2 separate regions of the Nomascus leucogenys genome follow, and region 2 is linked to region 1. Evidence: chromatin contacts called from public Hi-C data. All regions are on one chromosome and are shown on one strand. Each heading gives the region's core, a stretch centred on a gene start, on an enhancer-like site or on the middle of the called end of the contact. The rest is flanking DNA. Distances are from core to core; before and after follow the strand shown.

Region 1 (7,546 bases), core at 1,672-4,171:
GCCATTGTATTTGAGGAAAAAGACAAATGCCAGAGGAAAACAGAGTAGCCCAAAGGGAGGAAAGCATGTTCAGGACCAGAATGGACCCACAATGGGAGAATGCGCCAATCTGTTAGTAGTCAGTCTATGTCCTCAGGAGAGAAGAGCATGCAAACTGACAACCATGAATAGCATGCTGTAACAGAGGCATGAACTAGATGCCATGAGAACACAGGAAGGGCACTTGACTTATCTGGGGATGGTCAGAGCAGGCTGGTGTTGTCCTGATTCTGAATTTGGCCTTGAGGAACCTCTAAGCAGGACTTTGGGCACTGAGCCAAGACAGGGCCAGTGAACCACCCACGTCCACCTGCACCAATCCCTACTCATCACCTGTTCTCCCCAAAGCACTTTTGTTTCTATCTAAATGTAGTACTTACTTCTGAAAGTCTTGTCTAAATTTGTTTGGGGCTTGTCTGCCCCCTACTATAAGCACCTCGGGAGACTGGGGCTAACTCCTTAACCTCTGTGGATTTTAATTCCCTAGTCTAGTAGTACAATATGGTGCCTCAGCATTGGCTAAGTGTTAGGTGAAAGAACAACTGTGTACCACAGAGTAATCATTTAATGTGCTGGGTAATTTTCTAAGACATTTACACTAACCCAGCTTTTCTGGGTAAGCACATAGAAAAAATGGCTCTTTTAAGTCAACTACTCAGTAAGGAGGAACATCCTAGGTTTAAAAGAGGAAATTCCCTAGAATTTTATTTTTTAGTTTTAACTTTTATTTTAGGTTTGAGGGTATATGTGAAGGTTTGCTACATAGGTAAACTTGTGTCACAGGGGTTTGTTGTACAGAATTTTAATAAATCTTAGGAAACCTAAAGATTAATTGCAATGGGATGATACTTTGGCAGTTTGTGATTTTAAAAACAGATATAAATCCTGACATGCTCATGGGCAAATGCATTATTGGACTCTGAAACACATACTTAGGAAGGCAGATCTGTACTTCCCATATCTAGATCCTTCCAAAGAATTCATGAATCAGAGGAGCCAAAGGCTAAAACCCACAGAATCTGGAAGTAGATCAGAGTGGAGGGAAAGAAATGGGAAACACTGTAACTAGCCGCATTCTCTCTCTTCTCAAATAGTCCAAGAATCCTAAAAACGTTTTGTGCAGAGAATAGCGACCTCATGTGGAGCCAGTTATGTGGGAAAGAAAATCCCTGCTTTTCAGCGGGCCTGTTGTAGACCGCGGAATCACTGCCTGCACTGCCCTCTGGTGGGCAGCTGACCATCTACTTTCACACCAATTTTTTAAGAGGTAACTTCCAGAAAGGCCTTGTTTCTACTCGTTCTTATTTCCTTTCTGTTGAATGTATCAACACTGTATATCCTCAGCCTTTGTTACATTAATAGTATGTTTCAAAATGGACCTCAGCATTTTGGGGATTAAAAATTTCCCTAAAGTTTCCCTCCACTAAATTTTTCTCCACTGTTGATTTTTTTCCCCAATTTTTAATTTAAAAAAATTTTCAAAGACAACAGAACAGTACAACGAACACCCATATACCCTTCATCTAGACTCACCAACTGTTAACATTTTGTTGCATTTGTTTTCTCCCTCCCCCACTCCTGATAGACGCTTTCTTCCTCTGAACCTCTGGAAATGAGTTGCAGGTATCATAACACATAATCATAATATCATCGATAAAATATTATGTATGTACAATTTATATTCCAATTTTCCCCCATCTCTCTATAATATCCTCTATAGCTGGATTTTTTAAAGCCAGAATCTAATCAAGGATCATGTATTACATATCTTTATGTAAAGATATGTTACATCTTTTTAAATCTTTTAATCTAGAATAGTCCGTCAGGCTTTGTTTTTCATGACTTCGCCATTTTTAAAGAGCCTACTTTTTTTATTTTTTTATTTTTTTGAGATGGAGTCTCACTCTGTCACCCAGGCTGGAGTGCAGTGGTGTGATCTTGGCTCACCAGAACCTCCGCGTCCTGGGTTCAAGCAATTCTCCTCCCTCAGCCTCCTGAGTAGCTGGGATTACAGACGTGCACCACGACATGTGGCTAATTTTTTTGTTGTTGTTGTATTTTTAGTAGAGACAGGGTTTCACCATGTTGGCCAGGCTGGTCTCAAACTCCTGACCTCAAATGATACACCTGCCTTGGCCTCCCAAAGTGCTGGGATTATAGGCATGAGCCACCACGCCCAGCCCCAAGCCCACGTTTTTTTTACATAAATTTTCTTGGTGTTTCTATTGATGTCACTCATTTGACCACTGACTAGTGAATGCCTCATATGTGTCAGGAACTAGGCTCGATGCCTGAGGAAAAAGATAAACTGAAGCTATATTTTGGAGATATAACTTACTGGTAGATGGGATCAGGAAGGAGAGTAATAGATCCAATTACCTTTAAGCAGGTAGCTAGGTGATGGTGCCACTTATGTCAAGATGACTAGAGAAGAAACGGGTGTGAAGGGAAACCAAGAGTTCTGTTCACAACATGCCCAGAGAGGCCAAGTGAGAACTTAGTGGGTAAAAGAGCTCAGTGGGTGCCATCAGCACATATGCAGCATTTAAAGCCATGGGACTGGGTTAAACCTACTACAGAGAGTAGGGAGAGTGACGAGAGCCCAAAAAAGCTAGCCTGAGGAACTCCATTATTTAGAGGCCAGATACAGAGAAAGAACCAGCTGAGAAGATTGGGGGGAATGGCTGGTGAATGAGAAAACCCCAGCACGGGGTGGACTCATCAAAGCAAAGAAAGATCATCTGGGAAAGGAGAAAGCAGTCACATCAGATGCTGCTGAGAAGTCAAGTCGATAAGAACAGAGCATCTGACGACAGGCACTTGTGAGTGGCCCTTCTGTGGGCAGTCTCAGGGACAGAGAGGGGGCAAGATCCACAACAGAGACGTCTGAGGTGCAAAACAGGTAGAATCCTGGATAAAGACAGGGGAGTGGACATCTCTGGTCCTCCCAAACATCTTACTAAAACCACAGTAAAGTTTTTTATGTTTATTTTTAGGCTCAAGCCCCAAGAGCAAAAGGAGGAACAAAGAAGTTAAAGGAGAAAAATAAAAACCATTTGAAACTGAAAAGCATGTGTAACAAAGCTGACTCCTAAACTGGTAATGGAAAAGTCAAGAAGCAATCCAATTTACACAATAGAACCTCCAAAAGGCTTGGGAATTTGAAGCCCCTGATACCTCTGTAGTGTCAGAAGAAGATAAAAAGAAGAGAGCACCAAAAGAAGTTAGCACAGCTTCTAAAAAGAAAAAAAAAAAAACAAGCTTCAAACTAAAGATCAAGAACAGAGTAACATTAGAAGCTCTCAGCAACAATGCTGGAAGGTGGAAGAGAATGACATAAGGCCTTCAAAATTCTAAAGGAAAATTCATTCCAATCCTTAATTCAATATTTATCAATCAAACCTGAGGGTGGCATAGGACATTTTTAGATACTTATGCGCTTAAAAAAAAATGACCTTCTATGAACCCTTTCTCATGAAGTAATTAAAGGAAGTACTCTACCAAAACAAGTCCATAATCAAGAAACAGGAAATGATGGGATCCAGGAAAACAGGGAAACTGTCATACAGAGTATGATATAGGGTAACGGTGAAGGGAAACCCCAGAATGGTGGCTGTAGTGCAGGCCTTGGGAGACTCTAGTCTGGACTAAAGCCATTGCTTCAAGATGAAACCCAGAAGAATACTTAAGGGGTGTGAATGTGTTGAGAGATTTATACATCTAGGGGAAAGTCAGGGTTCAATTTATTACAAATTTGTAGTAAGAACTAGGGATTGAAAGAAGACGAAAAGTCATCTCAAGTATTGGCAGAGTCTGAAGAAGCAAAGGGCCCCTAGTTCAAATGGTAGAGGGAAAGGAGATAAATAAAATATCCAAGAAGAATAGGGAAGGAAAGGGAGCAGTAATTGGAGTACACGGAATTTCCATAGATCAGGCATGCCTCAGCCAGACTCCCTAAATGCATATATACATGCAAGTAGATGCCTACGAATCAACACCACTAGGGAAAAGGTTTGTGTATTTGTAGATATGCTGGGGCTTGGGATTTGGCAGGAGTTCAGGTGGAGAATTAGGATACCAAAAAAAAGCTACATTGAAATAATACCTGTTAAGATAGAAGTGAGCTAAACTGGCTCTCTTCTGAAAGTAAAGTGTCATTGTTCAAGCAAAAGCTTAAAATTTCAATATAGCTTTAATAGAGTTGAGTTGGTATAAAGATCAGTATTTCTAAAATATATGTGAAATCCAAATGGAATACAATAGGTAATCCATTTAACAGGAAATTCAGTATCTACTAACATTATCTCCTTTTATAATGACAGGCTAATTAATCACTCACTTTTCATCTGAGGGAGGAAAATCAGCCTTCTTGAAAGAAATTTTAGGTTGTATGACAGCTTCAATTCATGTTAAACTTCACTTGAACTTTCAGATTAAATGTATTATTTGTAAAGAGCACCATGAAGTTGCTTCTTCCAATCTAACAGTATTGCAAGCCTGCCTCCTCATTTGGTCCAGTAATCCCAGTAATTGGGTAATGCCGCCCAGATGGGGGAAGTGAGTCTCAAGAGAGGTCTGCAAGTCTATCCATTAGAGCTTCAGGGCTTTACTCTGGGGAAGCTTCAAATCCTCTGTAGAAATAAATGTGAATGTCACCTCCAACCACACAGTCTAAACCAGTTACTAATATAATCGCTATGTTTCTCTCTCTCACTTTATATACTTTGGTTTCCTTTTCCATTCCTTAGTCAACTACACCCTATATTGCTCTCTCCCATTCCCTGATTACACAAATCAAGGCTAATTAAGAAAGGTGCATTTCCTCGCCATGTGGTTCTTGTTTTATTCTACTTTCTGTGATGGGGGTGGGAGGGAGCTTCCTTAAATCCTTTCGGAACAAGGCAGGCAATAAATGCATACATATATGCTAACAATCTTGAACAAGTAAGAGTAAAGATTATCCTAACAACTTTCATCTCCCCGCCCCCTGCAAAATAGACACATGCAGACCTAGTTCTGTTTAGCTACCAATTTTAACATCAACCATTATGTGTTCATTTCTTTGTTATGAAATGGTCACTTATTGTGATGCTAAGATCCCTATGCCATCACATATTAAGCAAGGGCACCTTCTTGTAAAAGGCAAACTGCAATTTCACCCAGGATAACTTCAGGTTGCTGAATTTCTGCTGGAAACTCCTAGTTGCACTGGGCTGTATGACTGTTAATGCTGCGTTAGGCCTGGGCCACAGGACATATTAGGGACCAGAGAAGAGTCACAAGAGCTAAGGAGCATACTGAAGGTGCTGGGTGCCAAAAAGAATAGGTAAGTTTGGGAAAGGGTCAACCCTCACAAGCTGGAACTACACTTCCTGCATGTCATCTGCCAACACAGCTCCCTTTCCTCTCCAAATGTTCCTCAAAATCCACCTCTATACACAGAGAACAATAACGACCTGAACCCCACCTCCAAAGCAAGTCTACCCAATTATATTTCTTTTTTTTAATTAAATGTGTTTTTTTTTATTATTATACTTTAGGTTTTAGGGTACATGTGCACAATGTGCAGGTTTGTTACATATGTATACACGTGCCATGTTGGTTTGCTGCACCCATTAACTCGTCATTTAGCATTAGGTATATCTCCTAATGCTGTCCCTCTCCCCTCCCCTCACCCCACAACAGTCCCGGGAGTGTGATGTTCCCCTTCCTGTGTCCATGAGTTCTCATTGTTCAATTCCCACCTATGAGTGAGAATGTGCGGTGTTTGGTTTTTTGTCCTTGCGATAGTTTACTGAGAATGATGGTTTCCAGCTTCATCCGTGTCCCTACAAAGGACATGAACTCATCATTTTTTATGGCTGCATAGTATTCCATGGTGTATATGTGCCACATTTTCTTAATCCAGTGTATCGTTGTTGGACATTTGGGTTGGTTCCAAGTCTTTGCTATTGTGAATAATGCCGCAATAAACATACGTGTGCATGTGTCTTTATAGCAACATGATTTATAGTCCTTTGGGTATATACCCAGTAATGGGATGGCTGGGTCAAATGGTATTTCTAGTTCTAAATGAAGGCTCAGGACAAGAGACAGCCCATCTTGTCCACTGGCTCTTTTGCTTCTTAATATGTCTCCTAATTCCTTTATAACCAATTAAAGGTACAGTGTCCCTTATCTGAAATGCTTGGAACCAGAAGTAAATCAGATTTTCTGTTTTCTTAGATTTTGAAAACATACATAATGAGCTATCCTGGGGATGGGACCCAATCTAAACACAAAATTCATTTATGTTTCATATACACCTTACAGACATAGCCTAAAGGTAGTTTTATACAATGTCTTAAATAATTTTGTGCATGAAACAAAGTTTGTGTACACTGAACCATCAGAAAGCGAAGACATCACTAGCTCAGCCACCCATGTGGACAATCCACAGTTGTTGGCATTACCACTTGTGGTGTCATGTCATGTCCAAAAAAATTTTGGATTTTGGAGCATTTCAGATTTCATATTTTCAGATTAGGGATACTCAACCTGTAATACAGCCCCACTAACCAAAACAAGAATGCCCATTTCTTTCAAATACTTCCCAGCAATGGCTTTGGCAAATCTTTTCTATTCTAACAAGGGAAAAATGGGAATCTATTTTCATTTTATTGCTTTAATTATTTGCAAGTTGAATATTTTTTCATATTCAAACTTCTTTTTAGTGAGCTACTTGTTGATGTCCTTTTTATTGGGTGTTTTATTTTTCAGCTTGATTTTACAAGATATTTTTGAATGTAAGGATATACTGCTTTATCAGGCTACTAAGACTTTCACCATCTGTCATTAATCTTTTGACTACTTTTAAATTTACATTGATAGTTTTAAATGTTTTATATTAGAAAAAAATTAAGTCAATGGTATAAATTTCTATCTTATGAAGCTAGAGAAAGATAAGTTGATTGCTATGGTATACATGTTTGTGTCCTCCCAAACATTTAAAATTCATATGTTGAAACCTAATCCTTAATGCAATAGTATTCAGAAGTGGGACTTTTTGGAAGTGATTCAGTCCTGAGAGCACAGCCCTCCTGAATGGGGATAGTGCACTTATGAAAGAGGTTCAAGGAAGCCTTATTTGCTCCTTCCATCGTGTGTGGACACAGCAGGTCCTCACCAGACACTGGATCTGCCAGTGCCTTGATCTTGGACTTACCAGCCTCCAAACTGTGAAAATCATGAGCCAACTAGTTGATAGGATTTTGTTACAGCAGCCTGAACGGAATAAGACACTGATTAATCCAAAATGCACATGAGAGGCCAGGCACGGTGGCTCACGCCTGTAATCCCAGCACTTTGGTAGGCCGAGGCGGGCAAATCACTTGAAGTCAGGAGTTCGAGACCAACCTAGCCAACATAGTGAAATCCTGTCTTTACCAAAAATTCAAAAAGTTAGCCGGGCATGGTGGCGTGGGCCTGTAGTCCTAGCTGCTTGGGAGGCTAAGGCAGGAGAATCACT
Region 2 (7,546 bases), core at 2,023-4,522, 330 kb before region 1:
AGTCCCTTCCTGGATAACTTTCTATAATTATTGTCTTTGGCTTAAAGCACAGGCTGTTACCAGATGGAAGGTCTTGACTGTGAGTTGTCCAGGTTCTTGGCGTGTTGAACACAACACACAAACAAAGCAATAAAATAATGAAACAACAAAAGACAAAGCAACAAAAAAACTGAGCAATGAAAACACAGATTTATTGAAGTGAAAGTACATTCCACAGAGTGGGAGCAGGCTCGAGCAAGCAGCTCAAGAGCCCCCTGATTTAGGGTTTTTATTAGGCTAAAAGAATTTGGTAACAACCCTAGGTGCCCTTTAGAGGCCTCCAATTGGTTACTCCCTATGAACGATTGGCCTGAGACCAATCAGCGGCTGAAGTGGAGACTTCCATCTTGTTATCACAGGAGCCACGATGTGGCCTGTATGCTACCTAATCCTGCCTAGAACTGTCTGTACCTGTTGTTCTTTTGCTTATGCCTTAACCCTTGGTTACCTTCAATTCCTATTCCCCTGCCTCAAGGCTCCACAATAGGGCAGCTGCCCTTGGAAGGGGTAACACAGTACACTGTGATGACCACACCACAGTGAGAATTTGTTCACTAGCTAATTCCACAGACTTGGTGTCTGGGAATATCACGAAGGGGACCAGCCATGTAAAGCGTTAGGGGGTGAATGTGGGAGGGTCCAGGGCTCTGTCCTCTCACTCCCTCCTGTTTTTCCTTCAGAGTGAGGGGCCCTAAACAATCTGTGAGTAGCAAAAAGGTCCTGGTGTCAGAAGTGAGGGGGAAATAAAGGGGGGAAGATGGAGGTGACAGAGTGTCAGAGGGACATTTCAGTTGCTTCATGGACCAGTACCACTTTGTGAGAAACGAAACACTATATATTGAATATAAAAATTATTACCCTAAACAGGATAAACTTTTGACTCCCCTTTTGTTCATTTGGATTAAGTGGTATAATACTTAATTTTGGCATTTGACTCTTAAGATTATGTAACCTAGCTACTTCAGGATGGCCTTAGAATATTTTTCTGGTAATTTCTTCCATTTCCTGACTCTTCCTTGCAAACAAAATGATAGTGACACTTTATCCTGATTTTTTTCTTCTTTTTGGTTTATGCCTATTCTAATTAAATGTGAATACATAAAGTTAAAAAAAAATTTGGAATCTAACCTGGAATCTCTCGGAGAACAAAGTCTTCTGTTCCTAGAAGCCCTGCTGGGGAAGAAAGGAAGTGATGTGGGTCAAGGTTGGTACCAAAGTGACCATGTTCTCGGACTGCCCAGGGTCCGGGCGATCCCAAGTGGTAGCAGTAATGACACCGACCATTCAGTCCCCCACGCTCACCTCTTTATCTTCTCTCCCTCCCAGTCTCCCCTCACCTCTGTCTCTCTTTCCTTTCTCAAATATCGACTGAGTCCCAGTTACTCTGCCTTGTACTGAAGTGACACAGAAGCAGACAAACACAGACCAAGTCCCCAACGAATCGCTAATAGGTTAGACATTATCCTAGGTGTTTATGTCGAATGTTCCTAACAACTCAGAAAATTGGGTTTATTATTCCCATTTTACCAACATGGAATTAAGAGCTAGGGCGGTGTCTGAAAGCCTGTGCTTATTTTGTAGAACAAATGAATGAACAGAAGCACGAAGAAGGTAAGTGGCTGATCCATAACCACACAGCTCCCAAGTGGTTTAGCCTTGATTTGGCTCCAAACTTGCACCCTGCTTAGCCTTTTAAATTGGGTGGCGTTGAGAGGTTACTTCACCTCTGGTTCTGTTACCAAACTGAACTTGGGTCTGCTTGCCTAATGCACAGAAAAAGCCAAATACTGACACCAGGATTTGCAGTGAGAGAAAGTGAGACATTTATTGCAGTGAGCAGAGCCAAGGAGAATGAGCAGCTAACGCTTAAGACCCGAACTCTCTGATGGCTTCCAAGCAGGGGGTTTTAAAGGTGGCAGGGTGCGGTGTGTTGGGGGGCATCTCCAAAGTGAGAGAATTTCTGGAACTTTTAAAATCTGCTTCTTGGCTTCAGTCTGTCTGAGATCACTGTGAAGACAGCTGGCATTTTCCATCAGGTGGGAGTCCTGGTTTCTTAAAAACAACTCAAGGACATATGTCAAGATGTTATCTTTAGTTTCTGTAGGGAAACAAACATCTTGTGACTCTGACTTATTTGGGTGGCTATTGCAAAAGTTATTATGATCTTCTCACTTAGGGGGTCATTTATTCAGTTCTCTAATTGCTGGCCATAGGGCTAGCTGGGTGCCTGGAATTTCCCTTGAAGGGACTCAAAAGTTTTCCATGCTGGGCAGGGGACAGTGGTTGGCGGGAGCCCAGCAGGCCCCTAAGATGGTCCCCTGCCTGTCTTAATTCTGGAGACTGAGGAGAGCGAAAATCACCTGGTGACCATTGAACAGGCCCCGGAGATAAAAACTTATCTGAGCAATTCAGAAAGGAGCAAAGACCACCTGGTGACCACCAAACAGGCCATCTGGAGGCAAAACTCCTTATCTGGGGAATTTAGAAGTAATCAAGCTTCTCTAGTATCTAAAGTTGTCACCTTTAAGCTGGGGTGCAGTGGCTCACACCTGTAATCCCAGCATTTTGGGAGGCCGAGGCGGGCGGATCACTTGAGGTCAGGGGTTCGAGACCAGCCTGGCCAGCATGGTGAAACCCCCATATTTGCTAAAATACAAAAATTAGCTGGGCGTGGTGGCACGCGCCTGTGATCCCAGCTACTCGGGAGGCTGCGGCAGGAGAATCGCTTGAACCCAGGAGGCCGAGATCTCGCCACTGCACTCCAGCCTGGGCGACAGAGCGAAAAAATATAAATGAATAAAATAAAATAAAATAAAATAAATAAAGTTGGCATCTTTAAACTTTCAGAGGTTCCAATCCTCTTTCAACTTTTATAAGCAGCTAAAATTTCTATACATCTCCGGAATGCCGTGCTGAAACTCATTTTACAACCCTAAACTCCCACCTTAAAAGGTTCATAAATGCTTGTAAGGAAAATCCACCAGGGTGCGCTCAGTCCTCTCGCTGAGCTGCCCCACTGCACCCTTTTGCAGCGTTCTTCCTTTCTAATAAACGTTCCTTTTTCAAAGCTGTACTGTTGTCGGTAAATTCTTTTTACCAGCCCCCCAGTCGACCACTTCCTGGTGCCAGTGCCGGGGCTCTGACACCTCGCGCGCAGAGACAGAGGCAGGCGGCCTCCTCTCCGCTGCCCCTTCTCCCTGCTGGTCTCACGAATGCTCTCACCTGAGTTTCTCCTTTTCCTTTTCCGTTTTCTCCTTTACCAAGGGCGCAGCTGCTCTTCGGAGAGGCAGTTGGGTCCATAGAATCAGCTGCCTCTTGGAGAGCGGTGTGAGGTGATGAGGGAGCTGAGGGGAGGGAAAGAGAGGGTCCAGTGTGCCTCACCTTGGTCCCACACACCGAGGCAAAGGGTTTCAGACGGGACTGATGGATGCTGACACACCGTCCGTTTTGAGAAGACTCCTTGTATGGGTGGCAGTGTGCTTCCTCAAAACTCATATGTTGAAGCCCTAACCCATAACACCTCAGAATGTGACTGTATTTAGAGAGTGGATTTCTAAAGAGGCGATTAAGTTTAAAGAGACCATTAGGGTTAGCCCTAATCCAATCTGCCTGCTGTTCCTGTAAGAAGAGGAAATTGAACCTGCAAGGAGCTATCAGGGCCTCGTGCACAGAGAGATGACCGCATGCAGAGGCCACAAGAGGGCGCCCGCTGCAAGCCAAGGAGAAACCTCAGAAGACACCAACCCGAAGAGGAAATTGATCTTGGACTTAACTGGCCTCCGGAAGAGTGAGAAAACACATTTTTGTTTAAGCCACCCAGTCTTGTGTGTGTGTGTGTGTGTGTGTGTGTGTGTGTGTGTGTGTCCCTAGCAAAGGAATGCAATTTTGTTCTCATGTCCTCAAAAAACTTAATTCATCTGTAGAATTGAAAGTCTGAGGAATTGCCACTTACAAATACTTTGGGTTTTTTTTTTTTTTTTTTTTTTGAGACAGGATCTCTGTCGCCCAGCTGGAGTGCAGTGGCACAATCACAGCTCACTGCAGCCTCAATCTCCTGAGCTCAAGTGATCCTCCCACCTTAGCCTCCCAAATAGCTGGGACTACAGGCATGTGCCACCATGCCTGGCTAATTTTTAAAATGTTTTGTAGAGACAGGGTTTCACCATGTTTCTCAGGCTGGTCTCAAACTCCTGGGCTTAAGCGATCCACCCACCTCGGCCTCCCAAAGTGCTGGGATTACAGGTGTGAGCCATTGTGCACAGCCAACAGATACTCCTCTGAAGGAGGCAGTCAATCTGGGCAGTTTCTACAAGTTTTGTTTTTTTTTTTTTTCCAACAGAAATCAATCATTTCTCATTTTAACTTCAAGTAATTACACGAGAGCTGTTCAAACTTAAGCATGCATCAGAATCACCAGAGAGCTTGATAAAACTGAGATTGCTGAGCTCCACTCCCCGAGTTTCTGATTCAGTAAGTCTGGTGTAAGGCCTAAGAATGTGCATTTCTACAGCGTTCTCAGGTGATACTGATGCTGCAGGTTTGGGGACCATATTTTGAGAACCAATATATTCTATTTTAAATCCACCATTAATGATTATTTTTTATTTTATTTTTTTGAAACAGGGCCTCACTCTGTTCCCCAGGCTGGAGTGCAGTGGTGCAACCATTGTAACCTTGAACTCCTGGGCTCAAACGGACCTCATGCCTCAGCCTCCTGAGTAGCTGGGACTGTAGACCCAGGCCACCACTAGACCTGGCTAATTTTTTTTCTTTTTTCCACACAGGGTCTTGCTGTATTGCCCAAGCTGACCTCCAACTTCTAGGCTCAAGTGATCCTTCCACCTCGACCTCCTGAAGTGTTGGAATAACAGGTGTGAGCCTGCACCCCAGCCTAATTCCACCATTAATTTGTAATTGGTTTTTGCTATGTTTAAAACTTCTTGGGGAACACTTAGGAAGCCTTCTTCCCCTATGTCCTCTAATGAGGAGTGGGCACTGTGGTCAGGGTGCTCGGCTAGGGGGTTTGGTCCTCCCATTTGGGGCTATTTCCTGGCCCTTCTGGCCCTGCCCACCCAGGAGGGCAGAAGAGAGCTGTGGTCATCTGAAAGGATACCACAGAAGGATGTGAGGGCCCAGGCGACAGGGTAAAGAGCTGCCAGCATGCGTGGCTATTCTGCGGCCTAGAATTTATGTAACTGGAACACAAAGTCTCAATCCCTAGGGCCAGAGAGGGATTTGGGTCAATGGGAAGTTGAAAACAGCAGGAAAATGAGCCTGAGTAGCTCCGGGCACGTGAAGCAAAATTCAGCCTCTGCATGGGCATTGTGAAATAGGAAATAATTAAATGTTGTCTGGGACTCATGTAGTCTGCAGGGTTGGGACATTTACCCAGGAGCCAGCTGGGAACATTTCATAGAACTTCTGACTAATCGAAAAAGCAGTTTATTCCAAAATCAAAAATCAAAGCCATTTTCATTTGGTTGCATGTAAAATGCCCACTCATATCGGAGTCATCTATTAGAACCCAGGGGTACACACGGGTGCTACAGTTGTCTTTTATTGGTAAAGAATTCAATATTACCCTCTTCTTTCCTCCTCCCCAGAGAAAGCCACTTCTGGTTTGTTTCCTTTCAGACCCTTTTCCATGCATTTGGCATGACAGGTACCTTTGGAACATTTTTACCAAGCTGTGAATTTCTTGAGGGTATCATCCATTTCTTCACACAGTAGGTGCTCAGTAAGTGTGACTCCAATGCACCGAGTAAAGGAAGAAATGAATGAACTAGTTAATTTTCAGTGAGGAGAGTGAGAGTAAGGCAACCAGTTCCAGCTACTAAGAGCCTGGGAACCATAGATGCCTGCTCACACTGTAGTTCATGTTGGTGCTCATTTCCTTTAAAAAACCCCTAACATTTGTATAGTGCATTGCAGTTCATAAAGCATGTTTTCATCATCCCCATATTGAGGTCTCACCAACTCCTTTGTTGCCAACTTTTACTGGACCCATGAGTCTGAAAGAGAAGCGCAGTCCATAGTGTTCCAGCTTTGAGTGTGGCTCTCTCAGAAGCAGGTGTGACAGCTGCCTCCCTGCTAAGAGAAAGACATTTCAGTGTCTGCCTCCTAGGGATGGAGCCTCCTGGCGACTCTGAGGATGGTGCAGTACTCTTCCAGCTAATACCACACAGAGGCTCCCCCTCTTCATGCCACCCCTTTGCCAGCTGCAGCCTGTGTGGACCCAGAAACTTCTGACCCATGCTCCAGTTCCTGCACGTCTGATGGCCTGTATTTCAATCTCTGGGCACTCCTGGACATTCCCTCTCCAGCTGTGTGTGATGTTATTTTTCAGACTCATTTACTGTTGTCCAGTGGCCTGCCAAGACCTTTAGGCGAAGATGCTGACTCCCTCGCCGCTCTCCTTCGTTCTTTTCAAACACAAATCAGGGTGGAATGCACATCCCTTTTGCTTCACCTTCCAGGTTTGCTACCCCTTTATTGCAGAAAGACTGTCTTTTGTGTGTGTACTCCACAGAAAAGGATCAGTGTTTACCCCTTGTGCTGATTTTGCATCAAGGATATAATTCAGTGAAGGTGGCTGCGACTGCCTTGCATTTCAAAACCATTTTAAAAGCAGAAGCTAACTCCGCAGCCTGTGCTGACCCAGTTGGCTTTCCTACTTTTCCACCACAGTGAGCCAAGGAGAGCCCATGGTACCGCCATGGTCTCCATAAGGAAGGGAGAAGACCAGCGCAGGGCGTAAGGCTGCAGGGTCCTTGGTGTCTGCGCTCCCAGTCCCTCTAGCCACCTTCCTGTTGGCTCCCCAAAGACAGTGTGTCACCATGTTGCCCAGGCTGGTCTCAAACTCCTGGGCTCAAGCAATCCACCCACCTCGGCCTCCCAAAGTGCTGGGATTATAGGTGTGGGCCACTGTGCCCAGCCAACAAATAGTCTTTTGAGGGAGGCAGTCAAGCTGGGCAGTTTCTACAAGTTTTTTTTGGCACAGAAATCAATCCTTTCTCATCTTAACTTCAAGTAATTACACGAGAGCTGTTCAAACTTGAGCATGCATCAGAATCACTAGAGGGCTTGATAAAACTGAGATTGCTGAGCTCCACTCCCCGAGTTTCTGATTCAGTAAGTCTGGTGTAAGGCCTAAGAATGTGCATTTCTACAGCATTCTCAGGTGATACTGATGCTACAGGTTTGGGGACCATATTTTGAGAACCAATACATTCTACTGTAATTCCACCATTAATGGTTAATTTTTATTTTATTTTTTTGAGACAGGGCCTCACTCTGTTCCCCAGGCTGGAGTGCAGTGGTGCAATCATTGTAACCTTGAACTCCTGAGCTCACATGGACCTCATGCCTCAGCCTCCACCACACCTGGCTATTTTTTTTTCTTTTTTAGACACAGGGTCTTGCTGTGTTGCCCAAGCTGGCCTCCAACTTCTAGGCTCAAGTGATCCTTCCACCTCGACCTCCGGAAGTGTTGGAATAACAGGTGTGA

What was found. A called contact is a pair of places that touch in the nucleus more often than the background predicts.
Region 2: a contact with region 1 is called in a Hi-C map of a lymphoblastoid cell line, with 11 times the contacts expected there. The contact joins two enhancer-like sites. A contact is called at or near these places in 4 of 4 Hi-C or Micro-C datasets (a lymphoblastoid cell line and an unstated tissue).

Annotation. Positions count from the first base shown.
Region 1 is chr3:96,115,061-96,122,606 of Asia_NLE_v1, reverse strand. All of the region lies in intron 1 of FIG4 (polyphosphoinositide phosphatase), which reads right to left. Among named protein-coding and RNA genes, the nearest start is that of FIG4, 12 kb to the right of the region's middle. Within about 2 kb of position 2,921, the one cell type or tissue checked has an H3K27ac peak away from gene starts, as active enhancers do. A contact at or near this core is called in a lymphoblastoid cell line, where this site is marked.
Region 2 is chr3:96,444,942-96,452,487 of Asia_NLE_v1, reverse strand. No RefSeq gene overlaps it. Among named protein-coding and RNA genes, the nearest start is that of GPR6, 61 kb to the right of the region's middle. Within about 2 kb of position 3,272, the one cell type or tissue checked has an H3K27ac peak away from gene starts, as active enhancers do. A contact at or near this core is called in a lymphoblastoid cell line, where this site is marked.